2 separate regions of the Canis lupus genome follow, and region 2 is linked to region 1. The links are chromatin contacts, called in public Hi-C maps. All regions are on one chromosome and are shown on one strand. The core of a region is the stretch at or near the end of the contact, and the rest is flanking DNA. Distances in the headings are between cores, read along the strand shown.

Region 1 (6,428 bases), core at 2,639-5,138:
CCTGGAGCCCTGGGATCGAGTCTCACGTCAGGCTCCCTGCATGGAGCCTGCTCTTCTCCCTCTGTTTCTCTCTCTCTCTCTCTCTTTCTCTCTCTCTTCTCTCTCCCTCTCTGTGTGTCTCTAATAAATAAATAAAAACTCTTAAAAAAATTTTTTTTAAATCAATAAATCAGATCCTAAAGTTAGACCATGATAATGGTTGCACAACTCTGTAAATATACTAAAACTGTATATACTTTAAAAATGGATGAATTTTATGGTATATAGATTATATACCATATTATATAGATTATATAGCTGTTTTAAAAAAGAAGAAATCATTCCCTAGTCTACAGTCATACTCATGTTTATTCATGTTTTCTTCTAAGAATTGTATTGTTTTAGTACTACATTTAGGTTTTTGATCCATTTTGAGTTAATTTTTGTTTATGGTGTAAGGAAGGAGTCTGACTCCACATACTTCATTTTATGTTCTTAAAAAAAAAAAAAACACACAGACTTTATTTATTTATTTATTTATTTATTTATTTTAGAGGGAGAGAACGAGAGCATGAGCAGAGAGAAGGGAAGGAGTGAGAGGGAGAATTACAAGCAGACTCCCCACTGAGCATGGAGCCTGACCCAGGGCTCTATCTCATGACCTGAGGTCACTACCAGAACGAAATCAAGAGTTGGGTATTCAACCAACTGAGCCTCCCAGGTGCCCTTCATTTTATGCTCTTAAGAACATTATTTTGAGAGGGAGTCCATAGGCTTCACCAGACTAACAAAGTGATTCATGGTACAGAAAAAATAAGGAATCTTCCTATTAGAAATTGAATAATATTCTTACTTCTCTGGGCCTCAATTCCCTCTCTTGGAAAATTCATGGCTGGGATTAAATTGGGAAGCCCCTTCCAGTTCTGTGCCTTTTATTGTGCATACATTATGGGTAAAGATCAATGATTCTTTTTTTAAGAAAGTACCAGTTGTTGGGGTGCCTGTGTGGCTCAGTCAGTTAAGCATCTGCCTTCAGCTCTGGTTGTGTGATCTCTGGGTCCTGGTATTGAGCCCTGTGTCCATCTGGCTCCCTGCTCTGTGGGAAGCCTGCTTCTCCCTCTCCTCTGCCCTTCCCTCCTACACGCGCATGTGCTCTCTCTCTCAAATAAAATTTTTAAGAAAAAAAAAATACCAGTTGCTTCCAAGTATTTTTTTGTAAAGGAAGCCATGCTTTGGCAATCATGAGAGGGCTCAGCCAGAGCTTTATGAAGTGTTTTAAGGGGTAGAGGTGACACAATAGGGGAAGGAAATGTTTTCTATTGAAAAGCAGTCAATTGCCTTCAACAAGTCGCCAACAAACTGGGAAAAGATTTTTTTCCCTCTGGTTTCAGCTGAATGCCAGCTTTTGGAAGGTAAATAGAACAGGCTAGATGAAAGGGTAATAGACACCCCCAAATGAGGGAGGGCATTGTTTGCACAAAGTTAGCAGGAGGAGAGATGCCAAGCATGCAACTGAGCCACTGGCACTAAAGTCATCAAAGAGGAAGAAAAATCAGGAAAATACATCCAATCTTTACTTTTATAATGATGAAGGTAATTTTATAATTGTTGCTCCATATTATTTACTTTTTCTTAAATTTTAAACATGGTATAGAAGGTGTTACATATTACTTGGGTCTCTTTCAAAATTAATCAAATGAATGCGAAAAAAATCATTTGCATTTTCAAAGGCTTTCACATTGAATTCTATAAGCTATTGGATCATTGTCTATATGACCAATAATTTTCCCTGGAATCTATTTCTATACAATGGAACTACTGATAATAATAATTACAAAAAAGAGGCAACCCATTTAAAAAAAGTTCCATTACATATGGAGTTTAAAAAAGACTATGGGGGGAGGGGTCCTGGGTGGCTCAGCTGTTTAAACTTCTGCCTACAGCTCAGGTCATGATCCCAGGGTCCTGGGATCAAGCCCCGCGTCGGGCTCCTGCTTTGCAAGGAGCCTGCTTTAACCTCTCCCTCTGCCTGCCACTCCTTCGGCTTGTGTTTCCTCTGTCAAATAAATAAATAAAATCTTCATTTTTTAAATTTTATTTATTTATTCATGAGAGACACAGAGAAAGACATAGGCAGAGGGAGAAGTAGGCTCCATGCAGGAAACCTGATGCGGGACTCGATCCTGGGACTCCAGGATCATGCCCTGGGCCAAAGGCAGGCGCCAAAACCACTGAGCCATCCAGGGATCCCAATAAATAAAATCTTAAAAAAAAAAAAAAGACAATGGGGATATTTGCAGAAGGGCTAGCATATTCTTCTGAGGCTTGTAAATGACGCTGATGCATAGGCAATGCTAACTTGTCTCATATTTTTGCAAATTCTGCATGTCATCCGTTGACATCCTTTTAAATTGACAATATCCTGTATCAAGGACGGGGAGAAAATCCTTAGAGCCTCCAAAGGCAGGACTTGCACTTTTCCTCCTCTCCCCAGCCCTTTTTCCTTGGACTTTTCCCCTTTTCCAAGAAGTACCAACAGTGTGGGGAAGAGGAAGAGTGCAGGCAGAGAGGCAGCAGGGTCAGGGCCTGAAGCCCCGCCAGCTAGTCAAAGGTCAGCGCGGAAGGGACTGTCTGTGAGAGGACAAGGAAGCTGAACTTCTTGTGAGCCAGCTGAACTGGACGGGGGCCAATCTATCTCCTTCCTGGGCCTGCCTGGAGCTCTCCAAGGCTCCCTGCCGCCCTGCATCAAAACAAAAATACTCTGTAGAAATAGGGTCTACTTTCACCTTTTTAAGGTGAGCAGACTGAGCCAGGTTGCAGCAGGGGTTCAAGGGACAGAGGACAGAAAGGACCAAACTGCTATTTGCTCTGTCAGGAACTTGCAGGCTTATTTGGAAAGACTGAAACTAAATAAAGACTTCTTATGAGTATAGGACTAGAGTTGTGAAATTTGGTCAAAGGGTTTTATGCAAGGACGCCTACATACATACATACATACATACATACATATATACATAGATACTCTCATGGTGATAGGGAAAAGTAAAGAAAAATGCAATCATTTAGTTAGGAAAGAAAGCTATTGTTTTTCATAAATTCATAACATTTCTAGGCCAGCTATTTTCTTTGTATACTGGAACACGGGCATTATACTCCCAAGTTTTTGCCCCTCTCCTCAAAATGAAAGGGAAGTCAAATTCTTTTCACAGAAGTAAAAAGCACTTCAAAGAAAAAGAGCATGAAACCAATATTAGATGACTTATTATAAAACCATCTTCCACTTTAATTTGTTTTTTTCTTCAGGTTTTCTAAGAAGGAAAATTGATGTCTACCTAGATTTGTTAGTTCCCTTTTTTGCTTTCACAAATTTTTTTTTTCAAACATTTACTTCCGGGGGGAGAGGGGGAGTACTATTTTATCATTCTGTGAAAATCCGATTATAATGCATCAGGTATCAGTTGTTAGTAAGGTAACACGTGTAAAACTGAAAAAGACATTTATGTCCGAAATAATGGGCCTTTTGCTCTTTATGCGTGTAGGTGATCTCAGCCTATATTCTGGAAATGTGTTTTGAACTGTAAGTGATAACCGAGCTCTCCTGAGGACATGATGTTTTCTAAATGCCTGCCTGGTTTACTTTTTCATGGAAGGAATAATCCTGAGGCCTGGGTCCAACAGGGAAGAATGTTACCAAATGTGGCCTGAGACAACAGGGCTGGATGGAGAGTCCCAATTTTCCTCATCCTGTTTGCAAGGAGACCAGGTCATGGCACTGAAGACAACCTTGTGTATTTGTGGGCCAGGCAAATGCAGAGAAGTAAGTGGTGAAGCTGAGATCAGGTGAGTGAAGACCTGAACACAGTGAGGTGGGTGGAGAAGGTCAAGGGTAGTGTTTCAGTTCTGAAGCCACGAATGGGAAGTGGTGCCAGAGCACCTCTTTTACGTCAGCTGTTGAGAGAGGTTCTATTGCTTGGAGTAGACACCCACCACTCCAGGCTAACCACTGAAAATCAATAGGTACACAAGACATATTTGTATTCACTCTTTTAAATCCTTCCGTTTCATCTCAGGGCTGTCATAGTTTTTTATCCTTTCATTCTTCCTTCCATGGGTTCCTGTTTTTAAACTCCATTCTCTACGGTTCTAGGTTCCTTTGAATAAAACCTTTTTGGTTTTGTTTTAAGAGCTTTGTGAAGGCGAGCAATTTTGCCTTTTTTCCCCCTTTGTTCATGTAGTCTAGCCTGGAAACCAGGACTTTATGTTGGCCTAGATTTCCCAGGTCTCTAATCAACTCTGCATAAAGTGAAATAGCTTGCCAATGGGCATAATAATAATAATAATAATAATAAAATAATAGTGAGTACAGAACTAAGAAATGAGATTCAAAAATAAGAAGGAAAGTGATAGAGTCATAGGCTTTCTTGCAAAAATACCCACTCTGGCCAACTTAGAAGCACCCTTACCAATCAGTTAATACCATCTCTCCATGTGGAGAAAAGCAAAACCATTGGGAAATACTGCCTTCAAGTGTAAAGTTTGCTTTGTGTATTACCTTCTGGTTAAATTCCCATATATAAACAAACCTTTGAAAACCCATGATGAAAACAATGGCTGCCACTAGTAAGATTTCCAAGGGTCCTTTGAAAACATAGAGTAGATTTGTTTTTCTGGCACAACTACTTCAGAGAAGTTCACGCATGGTCATTTTATATCTCCCATATTTGCATTCTTGTTTGCTAAACGTAAGTCTTGTCAACGGGTTATTTTAAAAGTACTTTTTAAAGTTACCCACACCCTGAACAGCAGAACTGCTGTGTGTATACAAATGCTCTGGAAAGGCACAAGTCAGGTATTGGGTGTAGGCACAGGACAAACCGCATGGTCTGCCTTGGCAGCCGTGTCCTCACCTGCAAGCTGCCCACACACACTCCCTTCCAAACGGTGCCCTTCTGATGCCAATTGGCTGACTGAGCTACTCTGGGAGGAAGGCCTATGGGAGGGGAAGGGGGAGAAGGTGATGTGGATAAATATTTTATAAACTAAACTTTAAGCTTAAAATTTGATATATTCTTTCAAACAATTCACACCGTAAGTCCCATCCCTTAAAAACCTTGGACACTGAAGAGTTAAAAGGGTATGGAAGCTGGTGTAGCCTGGGGCTGTCATCCAAGGCCAGCAGAAAAGGCAGCAGGAAGGGTTTGGTTCTGGCTAGGCTACAGACAGGCCATCTGGATGCAGGGAAGGCCTAGAATGCCAGAAGCAGCTTTTCTTTTTGGTGTTAGGCTTCATTAAGTTCAGCCTGGGGAGAGTCTTTTTGGTTTAAGACCCAAACTGAGAGTCTTCTTTGAGTAGGGATTTGATATTTTGAATTTTATGTAGCAAACACCCATTACATATAGTCTTTGGTAACGAAAGTCACAAAAACATTGTACATGAGTAAGCATATTTTTAAAGAATGTAGACCAGACTCCTAGATTTATAAATACACAGAAACGATGTGTAGTCTTTAAACAATTTTGCTAGGAATAGATAAATCTGAATAGGTTGTCTGAAGAAAAATTGTTTTTTTATAGTCTCCCAGTCTGTGACTCCCATAAAGACTTATTTTATTGTTTTTCCTATAGTTCACCTGAAAAAGCAGCTTTACCCCACTGGAATTGCTTTTAGGTCTTTAAAATTACTTCCTTTCTTCATTTTTGTTTTGTATTTAATTATATTACGTTTGGCATAAAGCTGGCATGGGCCAGTTATAATTCCTTTCACAGGAAATTTTCTTTAGTAAAATTGAAAACAGAAAAAAAATGCTGCAGGGAAATTATAGCAACTTCCTACTCTATATCACTCATGAACATACACTCTTTTTGGAAACCACCCTCTTTAATTTAAAAGATATGATCTATTTTTCCCTAGCTATAGTAGTCAGCTTTAGATTTGTATGTGTTATTCTTAACAATTAAAGGAAAAGGTGAATGTAAATTCACTTGGACAAAACAAAACAGGAAAGAGAATATTATCCTTAAGAGAATTCTTACCTTAAGGAAGAGAAAATGCACGTATCTTTCTGGGCCGGAAGGGGGGTGGGTGCACTTTTTTTCTCTCCAAGGCATTAATTGCCACCTAGCAGTGGAGAAGGGAATTGCACACTAACTTTGGACTTCAATTCTAGAAAACATGGGTTTTTGTTTTTGTTTTAAGACTTTATTGATTAGAAAGAGAGAGAAGGGGGGGGGAGGGCAGAGGAACAAGCAGACTCCCTGGCTTAATCCCAGGACCTTGAGATCATGATCTGAGCCACCCAGGGACCCCTAAAAAACATTGGTTTTAAAGGGCAAGTTACTTTTTTTTTTTTTTTTAAAGATTTTATTTATTTGCGAGAGAGAGAGAAAGCATGAATGAAAGAAAGAGAGAGAACATGAGCAGAGGAAGAGGCAGAGGGAGAAGCAGACTTC
Region 2 (6,428 bases), core at 1,395-3,894, 200 kb before region 1:
TTCCTCTCGTGCTCTCTCAAATAAATAAATAATAAATAAATAAATAAATAAATAAAATCTTAAAAAAATAGATGTCAGAAGTTTCATTACAGTATATCAGAAACATTATGTGTCAACTATACTTCAATTAAAAAGTTTCATTACAGATATTATTAGTAATATTTACTTATATTTACCTGATAATGAGGTTTATACCATTGCTTTAAGTCCCAATCCCAAAGAATCATCTGGGGAAAAAGAAAAAGACAAAAAACCACTTCGTTACAAACCAGAAATAAACAAATATATGTAAAGACAAAATGGAACATCTTCAATTATACCTAGCTTACAGTTTGGGAGAGTAATTGGGAAAGTGAGAATAAAAATTATCTCTAGACAGAATATTCCATAAATTATGCACTCTGATTGAGAAATCAAAAAAATAGAATAAGGTCACTCTAATAAGCTATATTAACCTTCAAAATACCCATTACCACAATAAGGAAAATACAAATCAGAATAACACCCAGTTACCAAAAATACAAGAAAAATTACAAATCATCAGACACTCTCCCTCCCCTCATCATCTTCAAAGGATCATCACTCAACATTCTAAAGCAGTGTCAATGGGTGGTGCTATTTCCTTACTAATAAGGCACTTCTGTCAAAAGCAGTTTAAAAAGCCTGTCCTTTGGGTTAGATTAAGTATAAAGTAATGGATTTTAAAAAGCAACATTCAACCCTTTTGATATGCAGATAATTAGGATGGTTTTCCTATTTGTCTTCTTTATAGGCTACCAATGATAACTTCTTAGTCCCAGACTAGTATTTTCCTCTCTGTTTTCTTCCCAGAAAGCTTTCTGGCTGCTTCCCCTTCTCATAGTCACCATGCTCTAGAAGAAAACATTAGCTTTAATTTAGCAAGCTATAACTACTACCTATAATTAATCCTAAATTTCTCTTAAGTTTACTTAATTGGTCTCCATTTGCCAAAATAAATTGATTATAATGGCAATTTTCTATATAGCTTTGAACCTTAGGCTCGAATTTAAACCTAGTTAATTTGTAATATAACCACCTGATTTCTATATGCTGAATATTTTTTTTCAAGTAAATTCTACCCCCAACAGGGGCTCCAACTCACAACCCCATAATTAGGAGTCACGTGCTCTACTGACCAAGCCAGCCAGGCGCACCCATATGGTGAACTCTGCTGTTTTTCATCCTTTGTCGTCTGTCTCCTGGATGCAAAAGATCTTAAAGTGTTATCCACTCTATCACCGGCCTAATATTTTATCAGGAGTTGGCATATTGTTGTTGTTTTTTTTTCTGTAGAGGGACAGATAGTAAATATTTTAGGCTTTGCAAGCCACCTAAGGTCACTGTGACATAATCTTATTTTGTTTGTTTTACAATGCTTTAAAATGCAAAAACATTCTTAGCTGGAGAGCCATACAAAAACAGGATGCTGGCTGAATTTGGTCAGTAGGCTATATAGCTCGTTGACCCCTATTTTAGGTAATATACCCAAACCCTAATCACTCAAAAAATTATCAGTTGTCATTATCACCATATCCTTCTCAACATCCTTGCAGAGGGTCATTTCTTGCCAGTGAAAAGAAATCTATTTCTTCCCAAAGAAAATCCAGACATACAATACTATAACCACATCTAAAACTTCAGTACAAAAAAAAAATAAAAAAAATAAAAAATAAAAAATAAAACTTCAGTACAAAAAAACAACAACAACAACAACAACAAAAAAACTTCAGTACCCACAGAAGAGCTGTTGTATGTAACTATATGCAAAGTACTTCATGAATATTAGTAGACTCATTAAATTTATGCAGTATTTTATATGGCCCTAAGTGTAATCCTGACATAATTATTTCAGGTTGTGATTTGACCAGAACACATTCTAGATTCTAGACACATTAATTAATGAGGTTTAAGATGTTAATTACTCTCTCAGAACACTCACATTAAGAGTAATGTAACTTGGGGTGTCTGGGTGGCTCAGTGGGTTAAAAGCAGCCAACTCTTGATTTGGCTCTGGTCATGATGGTAGGGCTCTGGGATTGAGCACCGCGAACAGACTCCACGCTCAACCCGGGTCTGCTTGTCCCTCTCCCTCTGCTTCTCCCTGTCCCATTCTGTCTACTTCTCTAAAATAAATAAATAAATATTTTTTAAAAAGAGTAACTTGACCTAAATCCCCTTGTTTCTTTTATACTTGGCATTGCTATGCTCCACTTTGTCCATGTTATTCTTACACACTTGGTATTTTTTTAAAGCGTTTATTTATTTGAGAGAGACAGAGAAAGAGCTCATGCTTACCAGCAAGCACATACACGTGCACACAAACACAAGCAGGAGGAGGGGCAGAGGGAGAGGGAGAAGAAGCAGACTCCGTGCTGAGCAGGGAGCCCAACAAGGTCTATCCCAGGACCCCGGGATCATGACCTGAGCCAAAGGCAGATGCTCCACCACTGAGCCACCCAGGCATCCCCACAATTGGTATTTTAGACTCAACTGCAATACTTTACTTCTGTCCTTAATTTAGCCTGTCAAATTTTTCTTTTGAGATTGAGGATGTCAACTCTCCACCATTCCTCTCATCATCTGCAAATCTGAGTTTTTCTTAAGTACACCAATAGAAGCACAGAATAGACAGGCGTGAAGTCAGAGCCACATGATGTGTCACCAAAAATTACCTAGGAGATAGGCATCAATTCACTAATTTGCATTCTAAATCTACAAACTTTCCTAACTGTACTGTCCTCCAAAACATACTTCTACGTTTCTCCTACAAAGTTTGCCAAAATCAAACAGTGACAAATGCCGATTCCTTACTTTCCCAAATCATGAATCTAAGTAGAAGCTGATCTTTTGCTAAATCAAGCACATTTTCATTAGGACAGTTTCTTAACATTGAGTCTTCCTTGTTCCCCACTTCATTCACCTACATGACAATTAAATAAATATATCTTTTTAAATGCTTGTACTCTAATGCCAGAACCATATCTGTATTCATATCATGCATCCTTAATGGTAGCCCTATCACTCCCCAGCAGGTAAAAATTGGTTCTTAGGAGACACACACACACACACACACCAAAAAAAAATCTTAAAAATAATAAAATGGTTGTAGCCCTCCAAATGCCACATAACATAAATAGACAGACCGTCAATCTACAGTATTGAAATTTCATTGAAGGGGAGGGACAATTAGAGAAAAAAAAATGTCTAAAACAGCTCCTTAGGGGAATGATAATGAAATTAAGGTTGAGAAAAAAATGCTATAAAGGAGTCTGGTTTCTTGCTTATCAAAGCAACATTAGCTTATATTCTGAGGGAAACTGTCGAGGATGCCGACTCAGAAGCTGCTGCTGTAACAGGAGAGCTAATGTACACCCTATTCTAACAGACCTTGGAGGTCTTTGTCTGAGATCCCCTGCATGTTAGGGGCTGAGAAGAGGCACAGTGAAAGTCACAAACTGCTAGAAGACTGTCTTCCATTTAATCTGAACAACAAGCATATTAGTGATTTTGAGAAAACAAAATTTTTGCATAGGTACTAGAAGACATATGATCCAGGAATTCTGCAGCTAGGTATATCTAAAAGCAATGCTATTCGAAGTGTGCTCCAAGTAAGATAAAGAAATTAAGAGTACATGTTTAGAAACAGGTTGCTGAAATATTTCTAGTGTATTTTATAAAAGCATCAATTCACAACCAACAAATTAGGAGAAAAACCTTTCCAAAACTTGAATTTGCTATATAGTCGAACTAAGTGCACATAACTGCACTGTTCGGGGTAGCAAGAAAACTAGATATAACCCAAATGTCTATCCAAAACAAAATGGGGAAATTTGAGTATATTCATATTATGGAATACAATGGTGAAAATAAATGAAGTACAGCTACATACCATATAAATAAATCCCAGAAACATAAGATTGAATGAGAAAAGTCACAGGATACCTACAGCAGAATTTCATACATGTAAAATATACTGAAATATACTTTTTAGGAATATAAACATATGGGAAACTATAAAGAAATTCAGGATGGGGATTGTTTCCAAGGGAAAAGAGAAAAAAAAATGGATCTGGGAGTGGCATACAGGGAACTTCAAAGTTATTGGTAATGTTCAAAATTAATGGTAATGGAAAGTAGAGATGGCATTTGTTATCCTTTGTCTGTACTTTATGCATACTTTACAAGTATTTATTAAGCTTTAATTAAGAATTTAGAAAGGTAAAGAAGACAGTGACTGGTGAAAACGCTTAAGAAATTGTGCTGTAAATGTCAAGAATGAAATGGGACAATAGTTGGGAAAGAATGTGGGGCTAATACTTTATTTTATTGTTAACATGGTTAACAAAAACTCTAGGTTCTAGAGCTTGTCTATACCTGATAAGAATGATCCAGGACAGTAGGAGAACTAATAATACAAGACAGATTGAGAGAGATATTCAAAGTAACAAAATCCTTAAGGAAAATATTGTTCAATGTCTCTATAATATTAGATAAAATTTAAACTAGGAAACAGTAATGGAGGATTAGCCATTATTTATCAGATTATGATCTGCGAATCACTAGTCATTCATCAATGCCCTGGAATATTTAGAGGGAAAAGGAATCTATGTAGTTTATATATATTCCAAAATTGTGAGACACAAGATTAATTCAGAAATCTCATCATCTTCATCTTAATAACAATTATATTCTTAAAAGCTAGGTAGGTAGGAAAAAAAAAGTTAGGTAGGTGCCCTAAGGCCTGTGTTATTCTTTACGAGTCAACTAAAATATTTTCATGTCGTTGGGATATTACTGTTCACATCTATTAAATTTGCATTCTTTTCATTGTGTTGCACTATATCTCCAATCAAAAAAAGAAATGGCTCAAAGCTGATTTCCTAAAGCTTGAAGTGTTGATAAAAATAGAAACATAAATAACTCAGAGTAAATGTCAGGCCTAGATTAAGAACAAGACTTTAATGCAAAGAAATATAAATCTAATGCAAATACCACACAAAGCCACAGAAATGAAAATATTAGTAGGACATACAGCAGTGACTATCTAAAAGCTAATTTTTTTAGACTTGTAAGTCATTTACCCTGTATTCTTCTGCATATTTTCCACTCTGAAACTTAACTGAATAATGATGATAGGAAGCCATGAAAACTTTTAAGACATATTCAAATGAAACATAAAAATCTTTTTGGTAAACCAACAGAATTTTTCTAGAACAAAGCACATAACGCTTTCTTATATGAATCTGAAGATTTTTGTTTTTAAAACAGAAGAGACAAAATCTATAGAGGCACCTTCCAGATTCTGTACTTCTCACTCCAAACGCATATAAAAAAAAGATAAACTATTGCCGAGAGCTTTGTAAATCCAGCCACACAGATGATAAGCATTATGCCGGAAGAGAGAACAGATCAAATAATTTCCAACAAATACTTACCATATGACACCTTGGGACATCACAGAATTGAAAAGGCATGTGATGTAGAAGAGTAATTACTACCATATTTGCATACAGCAGATATTTCACTTTACTGCTGGATAAATGCATTCATGTATTAAGCCTGAATCAACTCTTGTTATGTACAATACTTAGGAGGAAGAGTGGTAGACAGGTTTTTATGTGTCTATCACTGAAAACCCATGCTACAAAAAGCTATTTTCTCCCCTATTTAATGATTATTTCAGAACTCTAACAGAAACTGAGAAGCCAATGTTAGAGTAAGTTCTAAGAGAATCAGTTTTCAGTGCAGCAAGGAGAAGTCTTGCTAAACAATGAGAATGTCTCCTAACTGCAAGTTTATACGCTACTCTATTCACAGAAAACAGCTGGTAGTTTGAAACACATATACTGGTCATAATTCAGCATTAAAGAAATAGCATAAATATAACTGCACTCAATTTTTGGCCACGGAATATACATCTTTTCACTGTACTGTGGAAAATGGAGCAAATGCAAAACTCTTAAAAAACAAATATATAATATAAAAATAAATAGCAAATTCAATAGAAGCATTTTCTTCAATAAAATGCACAGAACTTCTATTTCTCAAGCTTTTAAAGATTTATTTGGAGTTTGTGTGTGTGTGGGGGGGAGGAGGGACAGAAAGGGAATCCCCAGCAGAATTCTTACTGAGTGTGGAGGGTGATGCAGGGCTCGATCCCACGACCCTAAGATCATGACCCCAGTCAAAATCAAGAGTCCGGTGCTTAACCAACCAAGCCGTCAGGCACCCCTATCTCTTAAGCTTTTAAAGTAGATAATGCCCATTAACTTAGCAACTGACACAGCTCTGAAAATAATCTTTGGTGAGAAATCTCTTTATAATTGCAGGGTCCATGTTGAATTTGAGTATTCAGAACCAGCAGCCAAAAACACTTGCTGGCTTCCATCACCCAATTATGATTTTGC

The links. A called contact is a pair of places that touch in the nucleus more often than the background predicts.
Region 2: a Hi-C map of blood shows a contact between it and region 1, with 3 times the contacts expected there. The contact joins two enhancer-like sites. A contact is called at or near these places in 3 of 9 Hi-C or Micro-C datasets (amygdala and blood).

Annotation. Positions count from the first base shown.
Region 1 is chr21:37,862,126-37,868,553 of UU_Cfam_GSD_1.0, reverse strand. It overlaps LOC111091601 (a long non-coding RNA gene), which reads right to left. Exons shown (of 7, transcript XR_005375776.1): 4 at 6,012-6,096. Among named protein-coding and RNA genes, the nearest start is that of PSMA1, 16 kb to the right of the region's middle. Within about 2 kb of position 3,888, at least 5 of the 20 cell types and tissues checked have an H3K27ac peak or open chromatin away from gene starts, as enhancers often do. A contact at or near this core is called in blood, where this site is marked.
Region 2 is chr21:38,060,432-38,066,859 of UU_Cfam_GSD_1.0, reverse strand. It overlaps LOC119865018 (cGMP-inhibited 3',5'-cyclic phosphodiesterase B), which reads right to left. Exons shown (of 17, transcript XM_038569119.1): 3 at 177-227. Among named protein-coding and RNA genes, the nearest start is that of CALCB, 200 kb to the left of the region's middle. Within about 2 kb of position 2,644, at least 2 of the 20 cell types and tissues checked have an H3K27ac peak or open chromatin away from gene starts, as enhancers often do. A contact at or near this core is called in blood, where this site is marked.